Regions from separate parts of the Ovis aries genome. Here region 1 is linked to region 2. A link is a contact called in public Hi-C data. All regions are on one chromosome and are shown on one strand. The core of a region is the stretch at or near the end of the contact, and the rest is flanking DNA. Distances in the headings are between cores, read along the strand shown.

Region 1 (6,973 bases), core at 2,343-4,842, 110 kb after region 2:
TATTTTATAAAAAGACTATTGCAAAAGGGGGCCATGACTGTAGCCGCAGGAGAGAGAGAGGACGCTCAATTGCTGCTACAACAAGGACAAGGGGGTTTCTACCCAAGGGGCAGGGTGGGGGTCATGAATGGAAAATGACTAAGAGAAGACATCAAGGTTAGGGGGATTCTTGCTAAACTGATGTAACGGGATTCTTGCAAAATAGAGACAAGGTCTTAGATAGCAAGGGTGGGGCATGAGGAGCCTGATCAGACACCCGTGGTGATTGATATCAGGGTGCTCAGTTATCAAAAACGGGGGGATTCTTGCTCAGCTGGGTCAGGCAGCCTGAGGACAGGATGGGGGCCAAGCTGGAGACCCAGTTGAGAGGAGGGCTCGGGGGATCCTGACTATAAAGTTTGGTCAAGGAGAGAGTCTCGGTCACAAAACACAGCCATTGAGTTTGCGTGTATTGAAGTCAATAGCATATATGAAATTAAGCCCCTGCATCTTTTAAGCTGTCCTCCAGAAGAACAAAACTCATATTTTCCTCTCTAGAGTCTGCAAACTTGAAAAAAGGAGTTTGGCAAGCCCTCTGTAGAACAGAGGAGCTTAATGAAGACAAGAACCCCCCAGTCTGGCTTCTATTCTGGTATCGCATATTCCCCAAATCCATTATTTATTCAGCAAACATTTATTGAGCACTTGCTATGTAAGTACAGAGAATATCATTGTAAGTACAGAGAATATAACTGATCGAAACAGATCCCTGCCTTCTTTGGGGATCACACTGTCCTGGAGGGAACCAAATAATAAGCCAAATAGTAAAATATATTTAGGGGCTTCCCTGGTGGCTAAGTGGTAAAGAATCTGCCTGCAAATCCAGGAGATGCGGGTTTGATACCTGGGTCAGGAAGATGCCCTGGATGAGGAAGTGGCAACCCAACCCAGTATTCTTGCCTGGGAAATCCCATGGACAGGGGAGCCTGATGGGCTACAGTCCATGGAATCTCAAAGAGCTGGACGTGCCGGAGTGACTGAGCATGCACTATATCATACCACAGGGGAAAAAAAAGAAGGGAGGGTACAGTCGCATCCCTAGAATGAGCAAGAGGGACCCCTGCCCTCAGGTCCACACTTTAGAGGCCAGCCCTGCCTCCAGAGGAGTTGACCAGGCAAGGGGATGCACCCTTAGGAGACTGAACCCCACTTTCAGACCACACTCTGGTTACCAAGAACCTCAAAAGTTCCTGCCCAAACGGCGCAGTGTCCACGTCCAGGACCTGTAGGGATTTCCCTGAAGTCTGACCTTAGCAGGTAGAATGGAACACAGATGTGTGTACCTCTAAGCCTGCAGTGTGACCAGAGGCCACTTGCTGGATACTCATGTGAGTGTGTGAAGATCTTGAGGGGGAAATGGGTGTGGGAGGAGAAAAAAGGGGCTATATTTTGGAGACCACCATTATACTCTTTTCTAGCTTCCCTGCTGCCTTAGTTGGTAAAGAATCTGCCTGCAAGGCAGGAGATCCCAGTTCCATCTCTGGGTTCCATCTCTTCTCCCTGGAGAAGGAAATGGCTACACACTCCAGTATTCTTTTTTTTTTTTAATGTGTTTATTTATTTATTGGAGGCTAACTACTTTACAATATTCTATTGGTTTTGCCATACATTGACATGAATCCGCCACGGGTGTACATGTGGTCCCAATCCTGAACCTCCCTCCCACCTCCCTCCCCATCCCATCCCTCTGGGTCATCCCAGTGCATCAGCCCTGAGCATCCTGTATCATGCATTGAACCTGGACTGACGATTCGTTTCACATATGATATTATACATGTTTCAATGCCATTCTCCCAAATCATCCCACCCTTGCCCTCTCCCACAGAGTCCAAAAGACTGTTCTATACATCTGTGTCTCTTTGCTGTCTCTCATACAGGGTTATTGTTACCATTTTCCAAATTCCATATATATGCATTAGTATACTGTATTGGTGTTTTTCTTTCTGGCTTACTTCACTCTGTATAATCGGCTCCAGTTTCATTCACCTCATTAGGACTGATTCAAATGTATTCTTTTTAATGGCTGAGTAATATCCCATTGTGTGTATGTACCACAGCTTTCTTATCCATTCATCTGCTGATGGACATCTAGGTTGCTTCCATGTCCTGGCTATTATAAACAGTGCTGCGATGAACATTGAGGTACATGTGTCTCTTTCACTTCTGGTTTCCTTGGTGTGTATGCCCAGCAGTGGGATTGCTGGGTCATAAGGCAGTTCTATTTCCAGTTTTTTAAGGAATCTCCGCACTGTTCTCCATAGTGGCTGTACTAGTTTGCTTTCCCACCCACAGTGTAAGAGGGTTCCCTTTTCTCCACACCATCTCCAGCAATTATTGCTTGTAGACTTTTGGATCGCAGCCATTCTGACTGGTGTGAAATGGTACCTCATTGTGGTTTTGATTTGCGTTTCTCTAATAATGAGTGATGTTGAGCAGCTTTTCATGTGTTTGTTAGCCAGCCGTATGTCTTCTTTGGAGAAATGTCTATTTAGTTCTTTGGCCCATTTTTTGATTGGGTCTTTTATTTTTCTGGAATTGAGCTGCAGGAGTTGCTTATATATTTTTGAGATTAATTCTTTGTCAGTTGCTTCGTTTGCTATTATTTTCTCCCATTCTGAAGGTTGTCTTTTCACCTTGCTTATAGTTTCCTTTGTTGTGCAAAAGCTTTTAATTTTAATTAGGTCCCATTTGTTTATTATCACTCCCATATTCTTGCCTGGAGAATCCCCTCGACAGAGGAGCCTGGTGGACTACAGTCCACAGGGTCACAAAGAGTCAGACATGACTAAATAATTAATACTTTCACTTTCAGGCTCTACAGATGTCAGGGGCCCAGGGGGTGACATGATAGGATCTTTAGGCGTGTGTGTGTGTGTGTGTGTGTGGGGCGGGGGGCAGTGCACCACTGCAATTGTAGATTGGACGGCATCACAGAGAAGGTGACATTTTACTGAAGACCCGAGGAAGATAAGGGAAGGGATGATGAAAGGTGGAGAGCATTCCAGACAGAGGAAAAAGCAAGCACAGAGGCCCTGCGGTAGGCGTGTGCCTGGCATGTTCGGAAAAAGTCACTTCAGTCCCCGGGGACCTGCCACGTTTGTGTCTGTGCAAAATGTAACAGGCATAAATGTCTTTTTTTTTTTTTTGCCATGGTGCATGGCATGTGGGATCTTCGTTCCCTGGCCAGGGGTCGCAGCCACACCCTCTGCAGTGGGAGCACAGAGTCTGGGCCACCAGGGATGCCCCTTAGAAGTCACACTGAGTAAGCGAGAGCCAGGTCTGCCTTCCTGCCCGCCCCAGAGTTCCTGGGCCAGCTCTGCTGTCCCTGCCGACGACCAGCAACAGCTACTCTTCAGGCCAGGATTTCTCCAAACCTGCTGGTTTTTTTTTTTGTTGTTGTTTTCCCCCAGTTCCCTCAAGACTCTCTCCTTATCAGCCCACCTTCCTGTTTTCCTCTCCCACCCATGCCCTTGATCTCCCAAAGGTCTCCCCACACATCTGCCTATCCTTGGGGACACCCGGGGGTCGGATGTGGCTGCAGACACAGGGCTGAGAGAGGGGTGGCCGGGGCCGGGGAAGGCTGGGGCTGAGGAAGGAAAGACTCAGGGGTCGCTTGACCTGGTCTCAGTTGCGGGTATTTACACAGATAAGTTATTATTGTTGGTTAGTTGCTCAATCATATCCGACTCTTGCGACCCCATGGACTGTAGCCCTCCAGGCTCCTCTGTCCTGGGATTTTCCAGACAAGAATACTGGAGTGGGTTGCCATGCCCTCCTCCAGGGGATCTCCCCACCCAGGAATCGAACCTGTGTCCCTTCCGTCTCCTGCATTGGCAGGTGAGTTCTTTCCCACTGTTCCCCAGCTCCTCCCTGCTGACCCAGGCAGCAGGCACGACCTCCTGGGACGACATGGGAAGTGCTAGTCAAATGCAAGCCCCGTCCCAATTTCCTTTCTTTTAATGTACTTATTAATTTGGCTGTGCCAGGTGTTAGCTGGGGCATGACTGAGACACAAGAATAAATAGAGGGACTTCCTGGTGGCTCAGTGGTGCTGACTCTGCACTCCCAATGCAGGGGATCCAGGTTCGATCCCTCTCCAGGGAACTAGAGCCCGTATGTCGCAACTGAGTTCTCAGGCTGCAACTAAAGATCCAATGCAGCCAAATAAACAATTAAAAAAAAAAAAAGAACAGAGATCCAAGTGAGTGAGCGAGTATGTAAGAGTGAGTGAATATACTCTATAAAACAACAGCCGTAGTTATTGGTCTTTGAGACGCACAGCAGCAGCGAAGCAGCTGGAGGGATGAGCGGAACTGAAGTGCTATAGGCTGTTACACTCTCTGAGAGTGGGATGAACAAATTGTTCAACTGCAGACTCTGGTAAGAATTTAATCCTGCATGCTGTGATCGCCAAGGTAATCATGATAAAAACAGGGCTTATAACTTCCAAGGTGGTAGAGGGATTAAAAAAAAAGGAATGATACAATTAGTCAAGATCAAGCGATGCCAAGAAGAGAGAGAAAAACAGACAGAGAGGAACCAAGACAAAAGGGAATCACAGAAGAGGAGGTAGATGTAAACTTGGATATGTTGGTGATCACGTTAGATGTAAATGCACCAAGTGTTTCTTTTTACCAAAGGTTTAAGACTGTGTAAAGTGACTCTCTGTGAACCAGAGAGAGGAAATTAATCTGCCCAAGTTCTCAGCAAGCTGGGGAGGTGGAGGGTGGGCTGTGTTCTTCCAGCCCTCCCCAGTCCAATCAAACCGAGTCCCTGTCTACTGAGCAGCCCACTGTGTGCTGGGTGGCGTCAAATTCTGGAACAAGCAGATGAGTAAAAAACAAGGTTTCTACCCTTACAGTATTTTCCTCAGTGAGGAGCAACTATGTTTTAGGACAAATTTTTCCAGGGGTTTGTGGTCACAGCAAGACTTCACAGGGGTGGGGACAGTTTTTAAAATTTATTCATTTTTAATTGAAGAATAATTACAATACTGTGTTGGTTTCTGCCATACATCAACATGGATCAGTCATGGGGCGGGGACAGGTTTGAGGCCGTGTCTGAGAAAGGCCCAGCCTGTGAACCTGAATGCTCCTCAAAGTGGGACCACGTGAGCACAGAGGGGAGGGGAGGTGGGGGGCACTTTTCTCAATGGAAATTCATCAGTGCGTTCCTGTCTGCCCCAGTTATCAGCGTTGCTATTTCAGTGAGCAGCCATGGAGCCTCCACCAGGCTCTGGCCAGACGCTGGGGGCGGGGGTGCAGGGCCATGATACGGCAGGGTCCTCTCTGTCGTCAGAAAACATGAGCTCATGCCAGGGTTTCTGCAGGTCACTGAGATAGCACGGACTCTCTGGAGACAGGCGTGACCCTCAGGTCGGCTCCTAGTCATTGAACTAAGTGGACCCAGATAAGGGCCAGATAATGGTAGCCAAACTCCCACGGCCTGGACAGGCTTTCCCCAGGGCCCCCGAGGCCAGAAAGGGGGCAGGTCTGGGAGGGGTCAGCCAGATGGAGCCCGAGACCTGGGCAATGCCACCGGGGCCCAGGCCTCTTGGGGCTTAGAGCCCTACCCTTGGTCCATGACCCTGTCTCTAGGCCAAATCATTGTTAGGAGAAGCGGGTGTCTGCTGGGAAGACCACTGGCCGCAGTAACTCCTGGAGGGATGTCAAACTGGCAGCACTCTCTTCCCTGGACTTTCTCTTGCTTCATCACCACTCGCTGTATCTGTCGGCAGATTTTAGTGTGTGGGGAAGTAGACTCGTGCATTCAGAGGTCTTCTGTGGATGGGGTGAGGGTGGGGAGGACACGGGTTAATCTGTGCAGTGGTTTCAGGGAAAGCCAAGATCTGACCACGGTCCAGTTTCTTAGTCTCTGTCGTTGCTCAGTCACTCAGTTGTGTCCGACTCTTTGCAACCCCATGGACGGCAGCATGTCACCTCCCTGTCCTTCACCAGCTCCCAGAGCCTGCTCAAACTCATGTCCGTCGAGTCGGTGATGCCATTCAACCATCTGATCCTCTGCCATCCCCTTCTCCTGCCCTCAATCTTTCCCAGCATCAGGGTCTTTTCTAATGAATCGACTCTTCACATCAGATGGCCAAAGTATTGGAGCTTCAGCCTCAGCATCAGTCCTTCCAATGAATATTCAGGATTGATTTCCTTTAGGATGGACTGGTTTGATCAGCCTCTGTGCTCTGACCCTAAATTGGCCACCTGAGGAGGCTCCCTCTCAACTAAGCCATCCTGGGACTTAAGCCACAATCGCTTCAATGGTAAAATGACGCCTGTGTAACCAGGATGGGAGATGGTCGCAGCCCAGACCTGCGAGTCTCTGGGGGCTGCTAGACAGCACCTGGGGAGTGTGGGAGGTGGATTTAGAGCCGGGAGGACCCCGCGGCTCGGTCTCCTCCAGGGATGGCAAACCTCAGGCTGCGGGTTCCCTTCTTGTCCTTGTGGATTTAGGGAAGCTTTCTTTCCTTTGCCCAGAGCAGCTTCCAGGGAGCTTCCATCAAAGGGCCAGAGTGCCTCCATGAGATGCAGCGACCCGTGATTCTCTTGGGGGAAGGCTTGGGTTGGAGTGAGGGGACCGGACACCCAGGACCGGGATCGAAACCTGCCTGCCCAGGTTGGCGCAGCTGAACGCATCCTCTGAACCCTGGGGCTCACAGGTCTTTCTTCTGGGGAAAGAACTCAAATAAATCATCGGAGGCATCACTGCTTAACGGTGCTGCCACTCCGGTATCTTGCCTGTAGACAGCCTCCAACTGCAAACTTGCAGTTAAAACTTGCACGGACGGAAATCCCAAGCAGGTCAAGGAGAAAGGAGAAACCGGATCTACAAGAGTGGAGTTCTAGCGACATCTAGCGGCCACTGAGGCACTGCAGGCGCGCCGGACAACTAATCATCCTTTGATTCTAACACGTTCTATTGT
Region 2 (7,662 bases), core at 2,437-4,936:
TTTTCACTTTCATGGATTGGAGAAGGAAATGGCAACCCACTACAGTATTCTTGCCTAGAGAATCCCAGGGATGGGGGAGCCTGGTGGGCTGCCATCTATGGGGCTGCACAGAGTTGGACACAACTGAAGTGACTTAGCAGCAGCAGTAGCAGCAGCAGCAGCAGCAGCAGCAGCAGCAGATTTAGCCATGATTTTGTGCTTCACCCCAGATGTTTGGTTTGGGATGAGAGTAGTGAACATGAATTTATATTCACTGAACGTGCACCAATTAGACCTGGGCTGGGGGTTATTTGATGCCCCCTCTTCCAAGCCCCCAGAACTTACTGATGTGGACACATAGTGCACAAGAAATTTGGTCATTTGGCAAGCTGCTGGTGGAGTGGAGGTGACTGGTTTTCAGTTTTTAAAATCATTTTCTGACATTGGAGACTACTCTTCAGATTACATCCTTGCCTTGCTTGAAGCTGGAACACAAACAGGCCTCCATCCTTAACAACACAAATAGTATCTTCCCAGAACAAAGGACGAGGCTCAGAGCTTCCAAGTGTAGCCCAGGAAGTGGAATCTGTGCTTCTGGGGACTCCGGGCCCTGGACACTGTTCCTTTCTGTCCAGTAACTGAGCCTCTGTTCTGTAGCCTCCTGGGAGCACAGCTGCTCTGTGCCACCCTGGCTCCTGTGCGATTCTTATCTCCCCTCCAGTAGCTGCGGCAGTCCAATTTGCAAAAAGGCATCGGTGACAAGGAGAGCTAAATAATCCAAGCCAAGATGGCACTAAAGCAGACCGAGGTTCTCAAGGTCCAGTTTTCTTTGGGTCTGTGCATGGCTAGAACACTGGCTGAAGCCTGGGAAATTGTGGTCTCAGCTGTACAGAGAGAGGGGCAACCACATACAGCTGTGCTCTGGGTTCACAGGAACAGAGGACACAGAAAAATCCTGTAAGGTGCCTGCTGGTGCTCTTAGGCCCTGACTTAGGTCTTCAGAAGGATCCAAAGAGGGAGCATCTCCAGTGAAGGCTGATAAATGAGAACCCCCATCGCCCCCCACGACACACACTCACACTGCATCCCCAAGCTGTGTGGTGACTGCCTTCTGTCTTACAGCTGTGGTTCCCCTGCTTCACCTGAGCAATAAACATGACCGCATAGATTTTAAACCAGATGCACCTGAACTTCAAATCACTGGGTGGTTTCCGTTTCCAAATCACTGAATCTCCGACAGCAAGAAGTTCATCCAGATGAAGTTCAATACTAGTAAATGATACCAGTGAACAATACAAATAGACCCCTCTTACCACAAAGATATTGTAGTCTCTTGTGCTGCGTCTCTTTTAAGATACGTTTAGTCCTTGCTAAAAAAGATTTAGTCCAATGAAATGGATTGTAATTAGAGACGTGAAACATTTAGATTTTTCGTTCCTCTGTCCTTTTCCTTTACAACTCATGAAATGAAAATTTCATTACTTCTACGGTTCTTAAGACTTTGGGGCTGGGATGCTGGACAAAAACGGTAAGACTGAAATAACAGAATCCTAAATAGGATTGTTGTTCTCTGCCAAACAAAGCAATGAGTGATGCTAGCTAATGTGCTTTAGAATGTGAAGTTGTCGCTTCGTTATTCAAAGAATCCCCAGACTTCGCTGTAGGGATGTGACCTGGAAACACTTTCAGGAAGTCTTCTGGTCCAGCCCCCCTCAATGACATCCTTGCAGAATTGCTTAATGTGGCTTCCAGGCTGACCACAGCTAGTTTCCCCATTCCACCCTACCCCTGAAATAGTGCCCATGTTTTGAAATTATTTTGCTTGCATAGTTATTGTGTTTCTCCTCACTTTAGATCAAAACCATAACCACATATAAATTACACTTCAATTTTTAAAGAAAAAAAGCATAACTGCTCACCTCTGCTGACAAGTACTACCAGATCACACAAGGGGAAGTGTGAGGAATTCCTGGTAGCCCCTTCCTTACAGGAGGATTAGAGTCTGGGGTCTGTGGGAGTACAAGACACAAGCTGCCAAAGAATCGGGATAGTATAGCTAAGGTTTCCTTCCAGTAGCTGGTTCAGTTCAGTTCAGTCACTCAGTCAGGTCCGACTCTTTGCAACCCCATGAATCGCAGCACGCCAGGCCTCCCCTGTCCATCACCAACTCCCGGAATTGACTCAAACTCATGTGCATCGAGTCGGTGATGCCATCAAGCCATCGCATCCTCTGTCGTCCCCTTCTCCTCCTGCCCCCAGTCCCTCCCAGCATCAGGGTCTTTCCCAGTGAGTCAACTCTTCGCATGAGGTGGCCAAAGTAATTTGGTTGCTGCTGCTGCTAAGTCACTTCAGTCATGTCCGACTCTGTGCGACCCCATAGACAGCAGCCCACCAGGCTCCCCGGTCCCTGGGATTCTCCAGGCAAGAATACTGGAGTGGGTTGCGATTTCCTTCTCCAATGCGTGAAAGTGAAAAGTGAAGGTGAAGTTTGGTTAGGGAGAGTCAAATGGAAGGAAAACAACCCAGCTAGAAACAAGGATACCTGGATTGGGAGACCCTGTCTGATGCACTTACAGATCATGAGGGGATCTGAGAGATCATTTGGTGCAAACCTTTTTGTCCCACCATCATCCAAAAAAACTCACCCAAGGTCACAGAGCCGGCATGAAGAGGGGTGCTTCCTGAGCACCCACTCTCAGTAGGCATAAAGGTTACCCCCCTTGCAGTTAACACACTCACCATGTAGGGGCGCCAGCGTTCTCTCTCTTGTGGCCTCCAGAATGCAACAGCCTGATTTTCGAACATTCCATCTGAGACCAGCCCAGAAATTCGACTTTAAAAAGTACCTGCCACTTATTGAGCAGTCCTGCACGTCAGACACTCTAGCAGCTGTATATACTTATTCAAGTTTTCCGAAATCCTTATAAGTACGTTTTACACATGAAGAAGGTAGACATGGACTTTCTTAGATATATTTTTTTTAACATGGATCATTTTAAAACACTTTATTGAATTTGTTACAATATATTGTTTCTATTTTATGTTATGGCTTTTTGGCTGCGAGGCATGTAGGATCTTAACTCCCTGAGCAGGGATCGAACCCGTACCGCATAAGGCTGGAAGGCCAGCCTTGGAATTCCTCAGCCGAAGGATTTTAAGTAGCTTGCTTAGTATAGAACTAATACAGGCAGAACCAGGATTCAAATCTGACTCCAGAATCTGGACATTTATTACAGCCCACCCCCGCCACTCCCAAAGAGTGGAAACCTAAGAGCTGGAAACCCTGCACAACCTGGGTCTAGGTACCACTCCAAGATGAAGTCTTTCAACTTCTCTTCAAAAGCTGGGGAGAATCCTTGGTTCCAAATTCTGCAACTGAGACATGATAAGAGGAGGTCCTAGAACCACTGGGGAATACGGCTCACTATCGACGGTCACAAGTCCAAAGAAAGGGACAACTGGAAGAGACCCCTGCCTGGAGCCTCACTCTCCGCCCTCCAAGTTTCCCAGGTGCCCCCGGAGACACCTGGAACCTCCTCGATGTCGTTCAGGACCCCCAGCTGTTTCACTGCACCTGTTTGGACTGAGGAGCCCGGAACCCCAACCGCCCCGGGCGTGAGCCCCGCCTCCTACGCTCAGCAGGGGGCGGAGCCCCGAGCGACCCCGCCCCCGAGGGAGGAGCCTCGCCCTACGCGTCCTGGTCCCCCGCCTCGCGTCCGCCTCTCCCCGAGGCTGCGTGCGGGCCTTTGAGGTCCCGGGGTCTCGGGGCCCAGAGCCGGTGAGTCCAGCCGCGAGCCCCGCCAGCGGCGTCGCAGGACCTGCGCGGGTAGCGGCCTCCCCACCCCCAGTTGGAAATGCAGGGCTTTCCCAGCTTTACCCTCATCACCTGTTAACCGCATGAAAACTCAGTTACTGAACATTTTAGAAGCATACCTCATGGAAACCCGTACCCCGGGTCGAATTTTTCTTTCTTTTCGGCTGTTTACCACTTTTTAACCTACCGCCTTCCCCCCCCCGCCCCCACCCTCGCGCTCCTGCAGTGACCGCCTGCTCCGTCTTTGCACCCGCCTCTCCCGCACAGCAGCCGGAGGAGGCGTTGGGAAAGCGGCCATTTTAGACTTCTGGGGAGTGGGGGAGGGGTGGGGATGGGGGAGGTCGATCTGCAGAGGAAAGGGGACTCCGGCGACGCCTCTTCCTCTCCTCCTTTCTTTGTGGTCCACAAGCCGCGCGGTTCACCGTTCGGGGGAGGGGCTGAGGGTGGGCGGGGTGTCCCCTTGGAACCGGTGTCCCTTCGGCTTCTTGTCTCTTAAGGCTGTAACTGGGCCCAGCTTTCCATCTCCATAAAGTGAAGTGAAGTCGCTCAGTCGCGTCCGACTCTGCGATCCCATGGACTGCAGCCTACCAGGCTCCTCAGTACGTGGAATTTTCCAGGCAAGAGTACTGGAGTGGGTTGCCATTTCCTTCTCCAGGGGATCTTCCCAACCCAGGGATCGAACCGGGGTCTCCTGCACTGCAGGCAGACGCTTTACCGTCTGAGCCACCAGGGAAGCTCCATCTCCATAAGTAAACCTAAAAAACACATGCAAGATCTTAAGGATCAGATGCATTTCAGATAGGAGCTTTTCCAGAAGCTTCCTCTGTTGGAGAGGACTAGGGCTCAGAGCTGGCAGAAGTTCAGGTCGACTTAACTGCGGCCCGTCTCCCTGCAGTCGCGCAGGTTTGTCAGGATACTCTGTCGAGTGTCTTGAAGGTCTGATTAGGGGCAACCACACTACATTTTAGGGCTTCCCTGGTGGCTCAGAGGTTAAAGCGTCTGCCTCCAATGCGGGAGACCCGGGTTCGAGCTCTGTGTCGGGAAGATCCCTTGGAGAAGGAAATGGCAACCCACTCCAGTATTCTTGCCTGGAGAATCCCATGGACGGAGAAGCCCAGTAGGTTACAGTCCATGGGGTCACAAAGAGTCAGGACGCGACTTTCACCTACACTACATTTTAGTGAGTCTAAAGCACCATCAAAATAAAAATACCCGTTAATGTTTTGGAATGTGGTGCTAATTAAACAGCGAGAAAACATGGATTGTAAGAGGCACGCCCATTCTGAGATTTTAAAATTCTTTTCAGAGTTACTGAAATGCAGTAGCTACCACCATGCCAGGAAGCTGCTTAGTTCCTTGGGTTTTCATCATCATTTGCAGGCTTGTGCAGTTGAGGAAGCCGGTGAATAAGTAGTATAAGAGTTGGGGGGATGCCTTCAGTGTCTTAGAAGCTGAGGTGCTGAGCACTTAGACTCAAACATGTGGATGCCCCTCACACATGACCCCAGTGGAGTGCGATGATTTGGGGCAGGAAGAGATGGGGGTCCCAGGTGACCTTCATCAGGGTTAACATGAAACCCCAGCTGTTTCTCAGTTACCAGGGGTAATTTTCTCCAGTTAAGCTGGATGTGGCCTCTCCCTGATCTGACCTGACATGACCCTGAGACTTGTCACTTTCCTTGTCACTTTTCTGCGTGGTGGTCGCATACACAGTGCTCCTGCCCGCAGGACGGTCCGGGCAGGCTGAATCGGCGTCTATGTCTGTGTCGCTTACAGCTTTCTCTGTCCCAGCCATCTCTCCACTGAAATAGGGGAGACAAAGTACCAGCAGTGGGCTGGGATGATTTGGGAGGGCAGACAGAGGAGGACAGAGGAAACATGGAGATGAGTTAGGGCCGCAGTCCAGGAAAAAAGTTAACAAGGGCTGGCTCCCGTTCAGTCTGCAGGGTCACAGTGGAGGGCGCTTGTCGTGTGGTACCTGGCATGTTGTTGGTGCTGCCTGGAGAAAGGTGAGGGTCTGGATGAGGCAACCATCCTTGGGAAACTGGCTGACACCCTGCTGCAGCTGGACTTTCTTTTTAAAAATTTTTTGGGGACATATTATTTATTTTTATTATTTTTTTGGCTGTGCTGGGTCCTTGCTCCTCATGGGCTTTCTTTATTTGCAGTGAGCCGGAGCTTCTCTTGTTACAGAGTACAGGCTCTAGGCACTCGTACATTAGTAGTTGCAGCTCTGGGGCTCAGTAGTTGTGATTCACGGGATTCACATATGCTCCGTGGCCTATGGGAGCCTCCCAGACCAGGGATCGAACCCATGTCCCCTGCATTGGCAGGGGGATTCTTATCCACTGCACCACCAGGGAATTCCTGGGGTTTCTCTTCGATCTGACCACCTCCCTCCCCAACCACATTCCCTTTGTGGCTGTATATGCTCTTAAAGTTGATGGCAAAAACAGTGGCGACTTGAAAGCTTGGAACCCACCAGAAATGATGGAGAAAACAGCTAAGCCAGCAGCTTCTTTCCCTGTTTCTGCCTGCAGGGATGCCAGAGGGGCCGTTGGTGAGGAAGTTTCACCATCTGGTCTCCCCCTTTGTGGGGCAGCAGGTGGTCAAGACAGGAGGCAGCAGCAAGAAGCTAAACCCCACAAGTTTCCAGTCCCTCTGGCTGCAGGATACCCAGGTGAGTTCACCGTCTTCCAGCTGGTTCATTCCACACCTCACCGCAGTGAGCCAGCTCCATCAACACAGCTTGTCCCTCCCCTCAGTTTCTCTTAAGACTTTCCATGCTGTCATTTCCTTTTTCCTGAGGGTAGCCACGCTGGGACTCCATGCAACTCCTCCTCTGGCGTTTCTCAGCCTCAGGTCAGCGGCACAGTGGCCCATGGAACTGTGCATGAGCTGGATATTCACATTCAGGGTCTGAAGTGACTCTGGTGACTCTAGCTGAGTCCACTGTGCACCTTTGGTTGGGAACAGTATGTGATTCTCTGGGGCCAGCAAGGGGGTGAGGAAAGAGCATAGCCTTAAAAAAATGTTTTTTTAATTTACTTTTTAATCGGTGGAGAATTGAGCGTAGCCTTTTGTTCTAGGTTTCAGCCTGGCTCATCTTTGCCCTCAATATCAGTCAGTATTCCCTAAAGTGCTCATGTGGCTGCTTGCCAGTCTGATTCATGCCTTCCCCTCTGGCCTGCAGCTCACCCTGCCTTAGATTTCTCCCCAGTCATGTTGAACTATTTAGAGCTCCTTTCACAGCCCTTCTTGCTCTTGGTTTGACATGCTGATCTTCCTTTTTCTCCCTACTCCACCCCCATTCCTGTACCTTCATGTTACCATGGTAATTCCTAGTCTCCTTTGGATTCCGCCTTGCCATCACATCCTTTGGAGCCCAAGCCCTCTAATCTCCTGTTCTACCTGGTCTGGGTTGGGGGAGAGACCCTGATGTGCTTCCAGGGGACCTTATATGTCCTCCTGTTGGCCCCTCATTCCTGAATTTGTCCTGCCTTTTGATTGGAGGAGACAAATAAACAGGACAGGGGCTGTGGCCTCAGCATCATTGTATTCCTAGCACTTAACTGAGTGTCTGGTACTTAGGAGACTTATAGTCATTAATGGTAGAGAAACTAATGAGCTCTGCTGCTTCTTAGCTGTGTGCTCCTAAGCAAGGTACTCAATATCTCAGCTCCAGTGTCTGCTTGAGTTGTAAAATGGGGTAAACCACCTACCAGTTAAAATTGAATTAAGTAGATTTTATGCCTGGCACATAATAGGGGCTCAGTAAATACTAGTTCTCTATCTTCCACCTTGCCCTCTATCTCTCTTTCCTTTCTCTCTCTCTGTCTCACACATACATCCCAGGCTATAAAACCTCA

Evidence for each region. Hi-C and Micro-C count contacts between places; a contact is called where the count stands out from the background.
Region 1: a contact with region 2 is called in a Hi-C map of liver, with 5 times the contacts expected there. The contact joins the enhancer-like site here to the promoter of NEIL2 in region 2. A contact is called at or near these places in 14 of 16 Hi-C or Micro-C datasets (blood, hypothalamus, liver and 7 more).

The regions. Positions count from the first base shown.
Region 1 is chr2:105,645,624-105,652,596 of ARS-UI_Ramb_v3.0, forward strand. No RefSeq gene overlaps it. Among named protein-coding and RNA genes, the nearest start is that of DEFB136, 27 kb to the right of the region's middle. Within about 2 kb of position 3,593, at least 1 of the 54 cell types and tissues checked has an H3K27ac peak or open chromatin away from gene starts, as enhancers often do. A contact at or near this core is called in liver, where this site is marked.
Region 2 is chr2:105,531,706-105,539,367 of ARS-UI_Ramb_v3.0, forward strand. It overlaps NEIL2 (nei like DNA glycosylase 2), which reads left to right and starts at 3,687. Exons shown (of 5, transcript XM_004004449.4): 1 at 3,687-3,757; 2 at 6,334-6,473. The coding sequence starts at 6,336.